Regions from separate parts of the Mus musculus genome. Here regions 1 and 2 are each linked to region 3. Evidence: chromatin contacts called from public Hi-C and promoter capture Hi-C data. All regions are on one chromosome and are shown on one strand. The core of a region is the stretch at or near the end of the contact, and the rest is flanking DNA. Distances in the headings are between cores, read along the strand shown.

The links. Hi-C and Micro-C count contacts between places; a contact is called where the count stands out from the background. Capture Hi-C pulls out chosen DNA fragments and counts their contacts.
Region 1: a Hi-C map of B cells shows a contact between it and region 3, with 5 read pairs. The contact joins the promoter of 4930522P08Rik here to the promoter of Eps15l1 in region 3. A contact is called at or near these places in 1 of 484 Hi-C or Micro-C datasets (B cells) and 2 of 9 other capture datasets (liver and pancreatic islet).
Region 2: a promoter capture Hi-C map of liver shows a contact between it and region 3, with 3 times the contacts expected there. The contact joins the promoter of Ankle1 here to the promoter of Eps15l1 in region 3. A contact is called at or near these places in 2 of 9 other capture datasets (adipose tissue and liver).

What each region holds. Positions count from the first base shown.
Region 1 is chr8:70,508,821-70,512,494 of GRCm38.p6, reverse strand. It overlaps 4930522P08Rik (RIKEN cDNA 4930522P08 gene), which reads right to left and starts at 2,009. Exons shown (of 2, transcript NR_151735.1): 1 at 1,842-2,009; 2 at 1-63. Uba52 (ubiquitin A-52 residue ribosomal protein fusion product 1) reads left to right here and starts at 2,078. Exons shown (of 4, transcript NM_019883.4): 1 at 2,078-2,157; 2 at 2,861-2,974; 3 at 3,113-3,199. The coding sequence starts at 2,872.
Region 2 is chr8:71,404,593-71,408,368 of GRCm38.p6, reverse strand. Ankle1 (ankyrin repeat and LEM domain containing 1) reads right to left here and starts at 2,357. Exons shown (of 9, transcript NM_172756.3): 1 at 2,272-2,357; 2 at 2,030-2,182; 3 at 1,585-1,690; 4 at 1,396-1,507; 5 at 620-1,156; 6 at 327-498. The coding sequence starts at 2,333. It overlaps Babam1 (BRISC and BRCA1 A complex member 1), which reads right to left. Exons shown (of 9, transcript NM_026636.2): 9 at 3,597-3,776. It overlaps Gm39193 (a long non-coding RNA gene), which reads left to right and starts at 2,358. Exons shown (of 2, transcript XR_870504.2): 1 at 2,358-2,493; 2 at 2,650-3,021.
Region 3 is chr8:72,419,405-72,423,354 of GRCm38.p6, reverse strand. Eps15l1 (epidermal growth factor receptor pathway substrate 15-like 1) reads left to right here and starts at 1,881. Exons shown (of 24, transcript NM_007944.3): 1 at 1,881-1,950. The coding sequence starts at 1,918. Gm46043 (a long non-coding RNA gene) reads right to left here. Exons shown (of 3, transcript XR_001778581.2): 1 at 1,575-3,950.

The DNA.
Region 1 (3,674 bases), core at 760-3,259, 1.9 Mb after region 3:
AACTGCATTTCCATATCAGCACACTCTTCTGGTCTCTATGAGCACAGCATTCATGTGGTACACCTAAAACACGATAAACATGCCAGGCACATGCCAGGCGGTGGTGGAGCACGCCTTTAATCCCAGCACTCGGGAGGCAGAGGCAGGCGGATTTCTGGCCAGCTTGGTCTACAAACTGAGTGCCAGGACTACACAGAGAAACCCTGTCTTGAAAAAAACAAACAAACAAAACCACCACGATAAACATGTATGTACTTTCTGAGTCATTAAAAGTGTCTTCTTGGAGGTATTTTCTACCTGGTAATAGGTGGGGAAGCAGACCAGGGCCTTGCTCGGCCAGCATTAGAGAAGTAGATGGGAATAAAGACAGACCCACAACTGGACAGTGTGCAGGGTGAAACCTTGGAGTAGGGATAGAGAACACCAAATAACAGGACCTCTAAACCCAGCATGGCTAACAGGTATGAACTCAAGACTGGTGGCATGCACAGGACCCGTGGGGGTCTAAGCCAGAAAAGGGCCACAGTGCTAAGAGGGGAAGACAACTCAACCCTAATTCAGAAGCTATCTCCAATTGACAGCCATTCACAAATGGAAAATTATCTTCTCCAACAGAGTCTTACTGGATATACCAAGCACACTTTAAGGGCAGGCCACAAAATGAACTCAACAGTAGTTTTGGAGGTGTTTGCCTCATGCTGTTTGGACCTTTTGGTTGCATGTTATGGTTTCCAACTTTGTTTTACAAATGTGTGAGCTTATGCCTGTGTTTCTCATCCTATTCTGGTTTTGTTTTATTTGCCTGTTTCTTTTCTAATTAAAAAAGAAAAAATGTGTGGCTTTGAGTGGGTAGGGACCTGGGGAGAATCTGGGGCGTCGTCTTGAAGGAAATCCTGATAAGTCTATACTATATGGGGAAAAAGAGCCTACTTTCAATTAAAAAAAAAAAAGTCATTTTCCCAGTTACCTCCACATCTGCTTTTTGCCTGGTGCACTGGGAAATAGTTAAGAAACGAAGAGCCACACAGCCAAGCTCATAGGAAAGTTAGCTCTGCAAGGTCTCGTGATTGTACTGCTTGTCTGAAACAGGAGCTCACTGCGGATGCTCCACTTTGTGGACCACAGTGGCCTTGAACTTCCAGAAATCCGGGGCCTCTGTCCCCCAACTGCTAGGATTCATTTCTTTTTTTTTGTTTGTTTGTTTTTTTTTTGTTTTTCGAGACAGGGTTTCTCTGTGTAGCCCTGGCTGTCCTGGAACTCACTCTGTAGACCAGGCTGGCCTCGATCTCAGAAATTCACCTGCCTCTGCCTCCCAAGTGCTGGGATTAAAGACGTGCGCCACCACGCCCGGCCTAGGATTCATTTCTATTGCCTGTGCGCGCCGGTTAAAGCTGGCGAACAACTCGGGTCGGTCCTCTCCCTCCACCATGATGGTAACGTGCCTTTACCCGCTGAGTCTTCTCATTGGCTTTGGAGAAAGCGGCTTACTCTGTTTTGTTTTGTTTTTTGGTTTTTCGAGACAGGGTTTCTCTGTGTAGCCCTGGCTGTCCTGGCACTCACTGTGTAGACCAGGCTGGCCTCGAACTCAGAAATCCGCCTGCCTCTGCCTCCCGAGTGCTGGGATTAAAGGCGTGCGCCACCATGCTCGGCCTAGGATTCATTTCTATTGCCTGTGCGCGCCGGTTAAAGCTGGCGAACAACTCGGGTCGGTCCTCTCCCTCCACCGTGATGGTGATGGTAACGTGCCTTTACCCGCTGAGTCTTCTCATTGGCTTTGGAGAAAGCGGCTTACTCTGAACCCCAGCCGACTGGTAGGTAGCGCGGGCTAGCCTAGTACTCACCGCGGTCCGCCTGTTGCGGTGACAGCACAACGCCTCAATTACACAAAAACCTGTCCCCGCCGCGAAGGCAGCGGAGAAGGCTCCCGCAGGAGCTGCTATCACTCATGTGTTAAGCTCCACCCGGAAGCGGCTCCAGACAGAACGACTATTCTCGCCAGGACCCAACATGGCGCCCGGCGAAGCCCGGGGCGGGACGACATGCGGCGCGGATTGTGACGTAAACGCGCAGCGTGCTCAGTGCGCAGGCGCTCTCAGAGGAGACTAGGGGGTTTCCGGTTCCGCTGTCCTCTTTCTCTTCAACGAGGCGGCCGAGCGGGTTGGTGCCGTCCGCGTCGCGGCTGGGCTGTTGGCGGCTGGGCCTGGGCGGGGACGCGGCGGGGGTCGGCGAGGCGACTGTAGGGGTTCGCGGGCGCCGCTTCGGCGTCGTGCATGTTCGGTGGGACTCGGCCGCCAGGACCTGGGCGCGCGGCGGGCACGCGGCAGTGCAGCCCGGGCGCTGCGGGCGGAAGACCAAGGGCACTGACCTGAGCTCCAGGGCGAGTTCTGGGCCTAGCCTGAGATACAATGCGCGTTTGGGTCCAGTGTTGGCTGCAGAGGGAGTTCAGGGCCAGCCTGTGCTTGGGGGGGGGTGGTTGTGGCCCCCAAGGCTGGAAAGTTTGCCTGGGTTAAACTTCGTCTTAAAAAAAAAAAAAGGCTAAACTGTGCGTGGCGGTGAACTGCTCTCACCTCAGCACCTGAGAAGCAGGGCATAGTTGAGTCCAGCCGGCCCTATTGAGAAGAAACCTTTGCTGTCCGATCCTTCAGTTGGAAGGCACTCTTGCTGGGGTGGCAAGCTGTTGGGTAGGATTTCCCGACCCACCGGGTGGTGGTGACTGGCAGAGTGGGACTGCTGAGCCGTAGTCCGCAGCAGGATTTGGCTTTTTGGTAGTAAAGGTAACTAAGAAATAAGCAGTCTTAGGTGGTTAGTAGAAGCCGACGGACCTCTGTCTTTTACTCATGCGTCTCCTTCTGATGTGTAGCAGACGCCAACATGCAGATCTTCGTGAAGACCCTGACGGGCAAGACCATCACTCTTGAGGTCGAGCCCAGTGACACCATCGAGAATGTCAAGGCCAAGATCCAAGACAAGGAAGGTGGGCTGTGCTGTTCAGGGCGTTCTCCTACGGGTGGGAGCGCTTAAGGATCTTGGTCTGCTCGTCTCTTGAGTGAATGGGGTCTAACCAGCTTCTGCAGGAAGGAGTTGTGGCCAACCTGGTTTCTCTCGTGCACAGGCATCCCACCTGACCAGCAGAGGCTGATATTCGCGGGCAAACAGCTGGAGGATGGCCGCACCCTGTCCGACTACAACATCCAGAAAGGTAAGGGCTGTTTTGCTTGTCTGGTATTGTAGGTGGGGGCTGGCGTCCGACTGCTATTGCGGTCGTTGGCATGGTTGACTTACGTATTTACTGTGGGTATTTATTTGTGATGGCTCTGAGGCAAAGGGCAGAAGACCACTTTTCTAGCCTTGTGTGGGCTGAAGGGATTGAGCCCAGCTCACCAGACTCACCTGGCTGCCCCTACTTACCAAACCTTTACTTTGGTTTTGTTTTTGTTGTTTGCTTTGAGGCTAAGTGTCAACTTAGACCCAGGCTGTTTGGAACTCGTGGTAGCTCATGTTAGCCTCAAACCCATCGGAGCCATGCTGTCATCTACTTAATCCCATGTTCCAAGTCCCTGTCATATTCACACACACGTTCTGTGCATCTCTGTGTAGCACTGACTATTCTGTTGCTTCCCATGTGCTCAGATTAAAGGTGTGTGCTGTCACATCTGCTTGCCTGTTCTCTGTGT
Region 2 (3,776 bases), core at 1,108-3,607, 1.0 Mb after region 3:
GGCATGCGCCACCACTGCCCGGCCCCAGACACCATTTCTAAAGGAGGTGGCAAACAGAGAAGACTAATCCCTTCCCTAGGTACACACAGTGAATCAAGAGCAAATTCCTACTGTTTGTTGGGGGTTTTTTGTTTTGTTGTTTTGAGTTTGATGTTACAACCCTGACCTGAGATCACAGTCTGATCTTATAAACCATGAGATGGAGGCAGAAACTATCAGCAAGGGGTAGCCCTTCCCCTACCCAACCAGAAAGGAACTTGCAGAGCGGAGTTTTGCTCTGCACAGTCATCCTCTAATTTCAGCCCCTGGCTTTTCTGTCACCATACCTGGGGTCGAGAAGTAGATACGTAAAACTAGACTTTGTAATGCCTTCCCGCCACTTCTTCAAGGGATCCAGCCGCTGAAAGCACTGAGCCAGGGCTTCCTCATCCACCTGGCAGTCAGGGATGGTGCCTGTCCTTAGTGCCTCCGCCAGTTCTTGGCTATGCCCTACATCAGCTGGGGAGGGGAAACGGATTCAGGGTGGAGGACAAAAGCTGGTGAGGGTGGTTTATCTAACAGCCAAGGCAGGATTCCTGGAGTGTAGCCAGACTCTGAATACCACCACCTAAGGACTCACCACGGCTAGCCTGGGCTTCCTGCAGCCGCCGTAGATAGTGTCCTCTGGTGAAAGGTGTGACGGGTCCAGGGCTATAGCCCAGCGCCCGCAGGGCCTGGAGGAGCTGCAGATCCGACATGGGGGGCACCGAACTGTGGGGGTGCAAAGCCCCCAGATCCCCATCACCAGGCAGTACGGGTTTGTCCGTGTCCCTTGCAGTCAATGTCAGGACCTGCGGCTGGCAGTTGGGTGCTCCCTTCCCAGCTGACACAGCCCCACGGGTTACCCACAAGCCAGCCACTAGCTCCAATGCCCCCCCAGGGCGCCCGGGCTGCAGAGAGTCCTCCACTGCAGTGACAAACGAAGCATCGCTGCTGTAGTCTGAGTTCTCGGTGGCCTCAGAGCTCTGGGGATGCACAGCCACCTCTACAGCCTCCACCTCCAGCTCAGCTCTATGCACGTGCAACTCCGAATCTTGAGAAACTCCAGAAGACTCTGCTAAGGCAGGTCCTTGGCATGTTTCAGTTTCAAAGCTACCCTGGGCTACATGAAACGTCTCTGCATATAGATGTATAAATGTATGGATAAATAAGTAATCAGATATAACACAGATATAAACAGGTATGATATAGACATGATAAATGATATAGGTGCGAGATGACTGACAGGTAGGTAATTGGCATGATAGTTATGTGACCGATAAGATAGACCATGGATAGTGATTGACACGATAGATGTACAAACAGAACTGGGCCGGGCAGTGTGGTAGCCCGGTACACCCCCTCAGTTCCTCTCACCTGTGGGTTCTCGGGTCTCATCAGGCTGGGTGGGCGTGTCCAGCTCCTGCAGCACTCGTGCGCAGTTGTGGTGTCGCTGCTGTAGTGCCCAGTCCAAGGGCCTGAGCCCATCCTGTGCAGTCACCGTCAGCAGGGGGCGTCCTTAACCCACCCTCCTGCCACCCATGTGTGCCTGCGCGGGGTACTGACCTGGTCCCGCAGTGTGGGGTCACCTCCTCGGCTCAGCAGCAACTCCAGAGCACCACAACAGCCCCACGCGGCAGCCACATGCACAGGCGTCAGCCCCTCCGCGGACCTGGGATCCCCAAAGACAGAGGAGAGGTGTGCGGCGTTGGTTCCTTTCCTAGGCAGTCTCGCATAGCCCAGGCTAGCCATGAACTCCTGCTCCTCCTGCCTCAGTTCCCCGTGCTGGGATGACCGGTGCCCACTACCATGTGAGACTCTAATTCACGGTCATCCTCTTGCCTCAGTCTCCCAGAGTGCCAGATGACAGTTATGGGACACCTTGTACCCGACCTTGGAAGCAGACATTTCCATCTTAGACCTGACTGACGCCTCGGACCCGGAGCCTGACGTCCAGTGCCGCTGTCCCAAGTCACGCCTACCGCACCCAGGGACCCGGGCCGCGCCTCACCGAGCATTGGGATCCGCTCCCCAGCGCAGCAGCATCCGAAGGCAATGCAGGGCGCGCGGGTGGCTCGCTCTGGCTGCCAGGTGCACCGCCGCAGCGCCATCGTCCAACACCAGGTTGGGGTCCGCTCCGAGGCGCAGCAGCTCCTCCACAGCCCTGCAGGAGGACGAGCACAGTAGACCTCAGACCTCCTGACCACCCGGGGAGCAGAAGGTCGGGTAGCACCCGGACCCGGCCGCCCTCACCGCGCCTCCTCCTCGCGTAGTGCTGCTAGCAGCCTCAGAGCCAAGCATGCAGTATCGGCCATGTCCCATAGGAGTCACCGCCCTCTGCAGTTCAAATTCGCGCGGCAACTGTCTACGCACGCGCAGCCACGCCCACCTCTGCTTCTGGCCCCGCCCCACGCCGATCGGGATTGACTAGCTGCACCCTACGTCCGGAGCAAGCCAGAGGGACTCCAGGGTTTGGTGCGTACATCTGGGATGCCAGGAGAATTACAGCAAATTCCAGGGGAGCTGGGGATAAAGAGCGGGGCCTCTCTTTGTCTTTAACAAAACAAACTCCTGGATACCCCTGACGGACCTCAAGGTATTCAAAAACTTACAGTCATTCTCCTGTCTCAGCCAACCGAGTGCTGGGATCAGACTCCCGAGGAACAGCATGGCACAGCTGAGTTGGCTGTAGCTCTGTGGAGTAGAGCTTTGAGAGGACCAGCGAGACGGCACAGCTGGTCAAGATGCTTGCTGCCAAGTCTAGTGACCTGGGTTCGATACCCAGAACCCACACATTGGAAAGAAGGAACAGGCGGACTTCGACACGTGTGCCTGGGCCGGGAGCCTGCACAAGCACACGCACGTGTGCACATACACATTAATTAATTAAAAAATATAAAGAGCTTCATTTTCCTTATTTGCAAATGGGAGTACAGGGCTCAACACTAAGTGCCCAATAAATGCAAAGGCCAGAAAATCAAGCTGACCTACTTTTTAAATTAACTAAAGTGTGTGGGTGTTTTGCTTGCATGACCAGAAATGGGGCATCGAATCCCCGGAAAGTGGACTTGTGAGACCCCGTGTGGGAGCTGAACCCGGGTGTTCCGCAAGAACAGCTTGTGCTCTAAATGGCTGAGTCATCATAGGCTCCTGGCCTATTTTTTATGCACCGTTTGATCCAGTGCTTCCCAATGCGGGCCCTGCTAACCTAGAACTGGCCTCCTCATGTCTCAGCCGCCTGTATCAAGGTGAGCCCAACTCCCACCCACTGCCATTTTGTTTTCTATAAATGGAGAAGGTGGACAGGTTGAACCTCTGGTCTGACCTGGGGCTGGGGGGTTCCTGGGTTTCCCTTCCTCTTCTAGGGCGCACACCCTATGTCCCCATCCTTGCCTAGGACATCAGGGTTCCAAACCCTAGGCAGTGATTGCTCATGGCGAGACCACATGGCTACACAAGTTCAATCAGATCAGGATACTGAGATTGGGGGTGACAGGTGTCATCAGAACCCACTTCCCACTTGGAGCTGGGACTTTTGTGTATCTAGGAGGTCCCAAATATGACAGCCATACCAGTTCCACTTTCAATAGATCTTCCCTGTTTCTGGAGGACTTTCTGGATAAAAGAACATCTGGAGTGGGTTCTGTAGGATGAAGAGGAGTTTGGAAAGCGCAGTGAACACCAGCCTGTGGGTTACTCGGATACAGCTGAGCCTGAAGCCATACACCACTGCTTTGTTTAGTGCCTGTTTTCTGTGA
Region 3 (3,950 bases), core at 632-3,131:
CACATGAGATCTGACTCTGCCTCCTTGAGGGCTGAGATTAAAGGCATGTGTTACCACACCTAGCTGGAAAAGTTTTTAAAATTTTTATGGGCTAGAGAGATGAGTCTGTGATTAAGGGCACTTGCTGCTTTCTCAGAGGATCTCCGTTCAATTCTCAATACCTACATCAGGCACTGGACAACCACTGATGCCCTCTTCTGGCCTCTGCAGGTGTCTGCACTTATGTACACAAACACACATACACAGAGCTTTTAAAACAAAGATTTGTGTTATGTGTATGGTGAGGCAGCTGGTCACACAGCATCCATTGTCCTGGCCTCCAGCACATGGAACAAGTGTGTGTGTGTGTGTGGGGGGGTCTTCCTTCCTCAGCTTAGTCTAGAAATTCACAGTTGTAACCCAGAGCTTTGTCTCCTATATGATTCTAGATCCTGTGCAGCTGGCAATCAGGATCAGTCACAACTACCTCAAGAAATCAAACACAGTGGGACTGAGTGTGGCGGTATATGTGTACCATGTTTCCCAGCACCTGTGTAGTGGTTTGAATGAGGATGTCCTAAGGGGCAGCAAGATAGCTCAGTGGGTAAAGATGCTTGCGGCCAAGGCTAACAACCTGAGTCCTATCTCTGTGACTCATGGTGGAAGGGGCCATCCAACACACAAATCTTTTAAGATGTAAGTTAAAATGTAACTTAAAAAAAAAAAAAAAGACAAAGAAATACCAGAGTAGGGGCTGGTGAGATGGCTCAGTGGGTAAGAGCACCCGACTGCTCTTCTGAAGGTTCGGAGTTCAAATCCCAGCAACCACATGGTGGCTCACAACCATCCTTAACAAGATCTGACTCCCTCTTCTGGATTGTCTGAAGATAGCTACAGTGTACTTACATATAATAAATAAATGAATCTTTAAAAAAAAAAAAAAAAAGAAATACCAGAGTAGCTGAAGATATAGTTAGTTGGTTAAGGGTGCTTGTTGCTTTTCCAGAGGACCCTAGTTCTGTTCCCACTCATATCGGGGGTTGGGGGCTCATAAGTGCTTTTAACTCCAGCTCAATGGCATCTAATAAACTCTTCTCTCTTGGGCAGGCATTGGCACGAGCACAGCAGGCATATACACATAAAAAAACAACAAAAAACACCAGATGTCAGGCTACACCCACATCTGCAAGCAATCAGAACCCAAATCTGTTTAACAAGCATACTGAGTGGTACTAACACTGCATATGGCCCAAGTTAGACTTGAGCACCATGGTACTTTGTTGTGTGCCACTGTCTCCATTTCCCCGGGAAAAGTTCAGCAAACCCTAGGCATTAGTAGAGGCTACTAGAGTGGAGAAGTTAAGACGGTGCCTGGGTTTAGCCAAGCTCCGATTCACAGACCCAGACTGGAAAGTGCAGGGAGCTGGAGTGCAGCGGTCTGGAAGGGAGCCCTACCTATCCCTTGGGTTCCCTGCCTCACAGGAGCCTCCAAAGCCAGGGGCTCGGTTTGCCCACTCCAATCAGGAGATGCACACGAGGCCCTCCCCACCCCCACAGACCGACTAGCCCGCCCACTCTCGGCCCACTAAACTTACGAGGCTCCGAACCTTCTAGTCACGCTGTGCTTTAGGCTAGGCTCTCTAAATCACCCGGTACGGCCAACTCTGGTAAGGCTATGCGACAGAGCCTTCCCCATAAAGGCTCCGCCTCCAGCCAGAACTGCCCCGCCCTCTCCACTGTGATCGAGGCTCCGCCCTCTTACTGCAAAACTTCTCACGGGAGGACTTGGATTCCCTTCTGCGCACGTGTACTCTGGTCCTGTGGCCTGTCCTTGCGCTGGCTGTGCTGCGCGCGCATCGCATCCCTCCTTCGTACTAGTGCGCAGGCACGGCCCCGCCCCCGTTCCTTCGGCGCTCCGGAGGCCGAGTCCGCACGAAGATGGCGGCGCCGCTTGTACCCCTCTCGCAGCAGGTATGGTGCTGGGGTGCGCCGTGGGGCGGTGCGGACGGTGGTTGCCGCGAGAAAGATAAGTCGTCGCGGAAGCGCGGCTCCAGGGGACCGCGGAGGCGCGCGCTGAAGGCTCAGAGGCTGAGTGGCGGGGGCCGGGCGGTTCTGAAGGTGACAGGCCGGAGCGGCCCGCATACTCTTGCGCCGGGCGACCCCCGAGCGGCTGCGAAGAGGTGATGGGGCGCGGCCGCTGCGTATGTCTGCTCCGTCTGGGGCCTGGCCAGGTTAAGGGACGGGGGGGGGTTTGGGGGGTGGGCGCTGTTGTTCGAGCCGCGTCGCGCTTCGTCCCCGCGGAGGCGAGCGAGAGCGGTGGGCCCGCCGCCAGTCTTTGTCTCCCGCGGGGTCGGGCGTCGGGGCGGGTGGTGTCCCATACTGGAGTCGCAAGGGGAACCGGGACACGCCCGCTTCGCCTCTGGCCGCCCAGCCCTCCTTCCCCCGAGATCCGCTTCCGCTGCTCTGTGCGGTGCGAAAAGCGCGGATCCTACGCCCCCAACGGTATGCACCAGTCTTCGTCCTCAGGGTCGCTGGATGGTTTTCTTGAACGTATCAAATGCTACAGGGACGTACAGAATAGCAGTGAGAAGGCCATTGTGCTTCTAGCGGAAAACATTCATTCATTCTTCAGCCACTTTCTAACGTGCTTGGGATCAGGTGCTTGGGAGCTCAGCAGTCTCTCACTGACAAAGTCTCTAGTTCCAGGTGACATCCATAAGAATTAGAAAGTATTCCTGTCCTGCTAATTTGCCAAATTACCCGTTTGTTCCACACAGCATATTATATGCACTTTGCTAGAATCGTCTTTCGCAGGGTCATGGTTACCAGGAGGAAGCATTTTATATTCAGATCTCGGCTCCAACTCTGGAAGAGTGTCCTTGAAGCAGGCTTCTTAACCTCAGCATATCAATTACCTCATTTGGAAAATAGAGATGTAAAATGCATTAGCAGAAAACTGTGGAAAGCACATTTTGCCTAACACATTGGAAGCTCTTTTGTTACCCGTCAATAAATTCGGGTGTTTGGGACTAAGACAAGAGCAAGTATGAATGCCAAAGCTGGTAAGAACTGCTTGGCAGGCTGATGCACCCAGGTCACCTGGTCTGAAGGAGAGGGCAATACAGGGTGGTTAAGTCCTGGAAGGACCAGCCACCAGCAGCCTTGACACTATATTAACATGTGGAGACCAGTAGATATTAATTAACATGCTCTTACAGCACCTGTGATTGTCTTCTGAAAATGGTTAAGGACTAGACAGATAGTAGGGAGTGTATTGAGGATAGGTGTGTATTGAGTTAGAGCCTTGCTATGTCACCCAGGCTGGCTTCCAATTCCTGGACTCTCTGCATCCTCGTGCTCCAGGCTTCCAAGTGGGATGACAGAGGACCAGCTGTGGGTGTTCACCTCTCTCTTGACAGGTTCTCACTGGCCTGTAGTTCCTCAATTAGGCCAGCCTGGAAAGTCAGCAAGGCCAGGGAGCCTCCTGTCCCTTCTTCTCCAGCACAAGTGCCGTGCATCCTGTAGCACTTCTGTGTGAGCTAGCTCTGGGGAGAGAATTTGGATCCTCGAGCTTTTAGGGCAAGCATGTTACTAACTCAGCTGGCTTCAGTCCAGTCATTACCTCTGACTTTTTTTGAGGGAGGGTTTTTCAAATTTCCTAATTTTGACATTAGTCATAATTTGGATTTTTAAAAATTTGGGCCATAGTAGTAGCTGATAGTTATTGAGTACATGGGAGTTGGATACATGCTGTCAATTTTTTCTCAAACACCAGAATATCAAGGAAGCGGTTCCTGGCCAAGTATAATGTCAACTTTCAGCTAGCACTTCAGTAACAGAAAGTTCTAGCCTGGGCTATAAAATGAGGCCCTGTCTGGGGAGGAGGGATGCTCTATTTTATTGGTAAACTAGTTACCGTAGGATGGCGTTTTGTCATACTGAGATGACAGATACAAAAACATGAGTCAGTT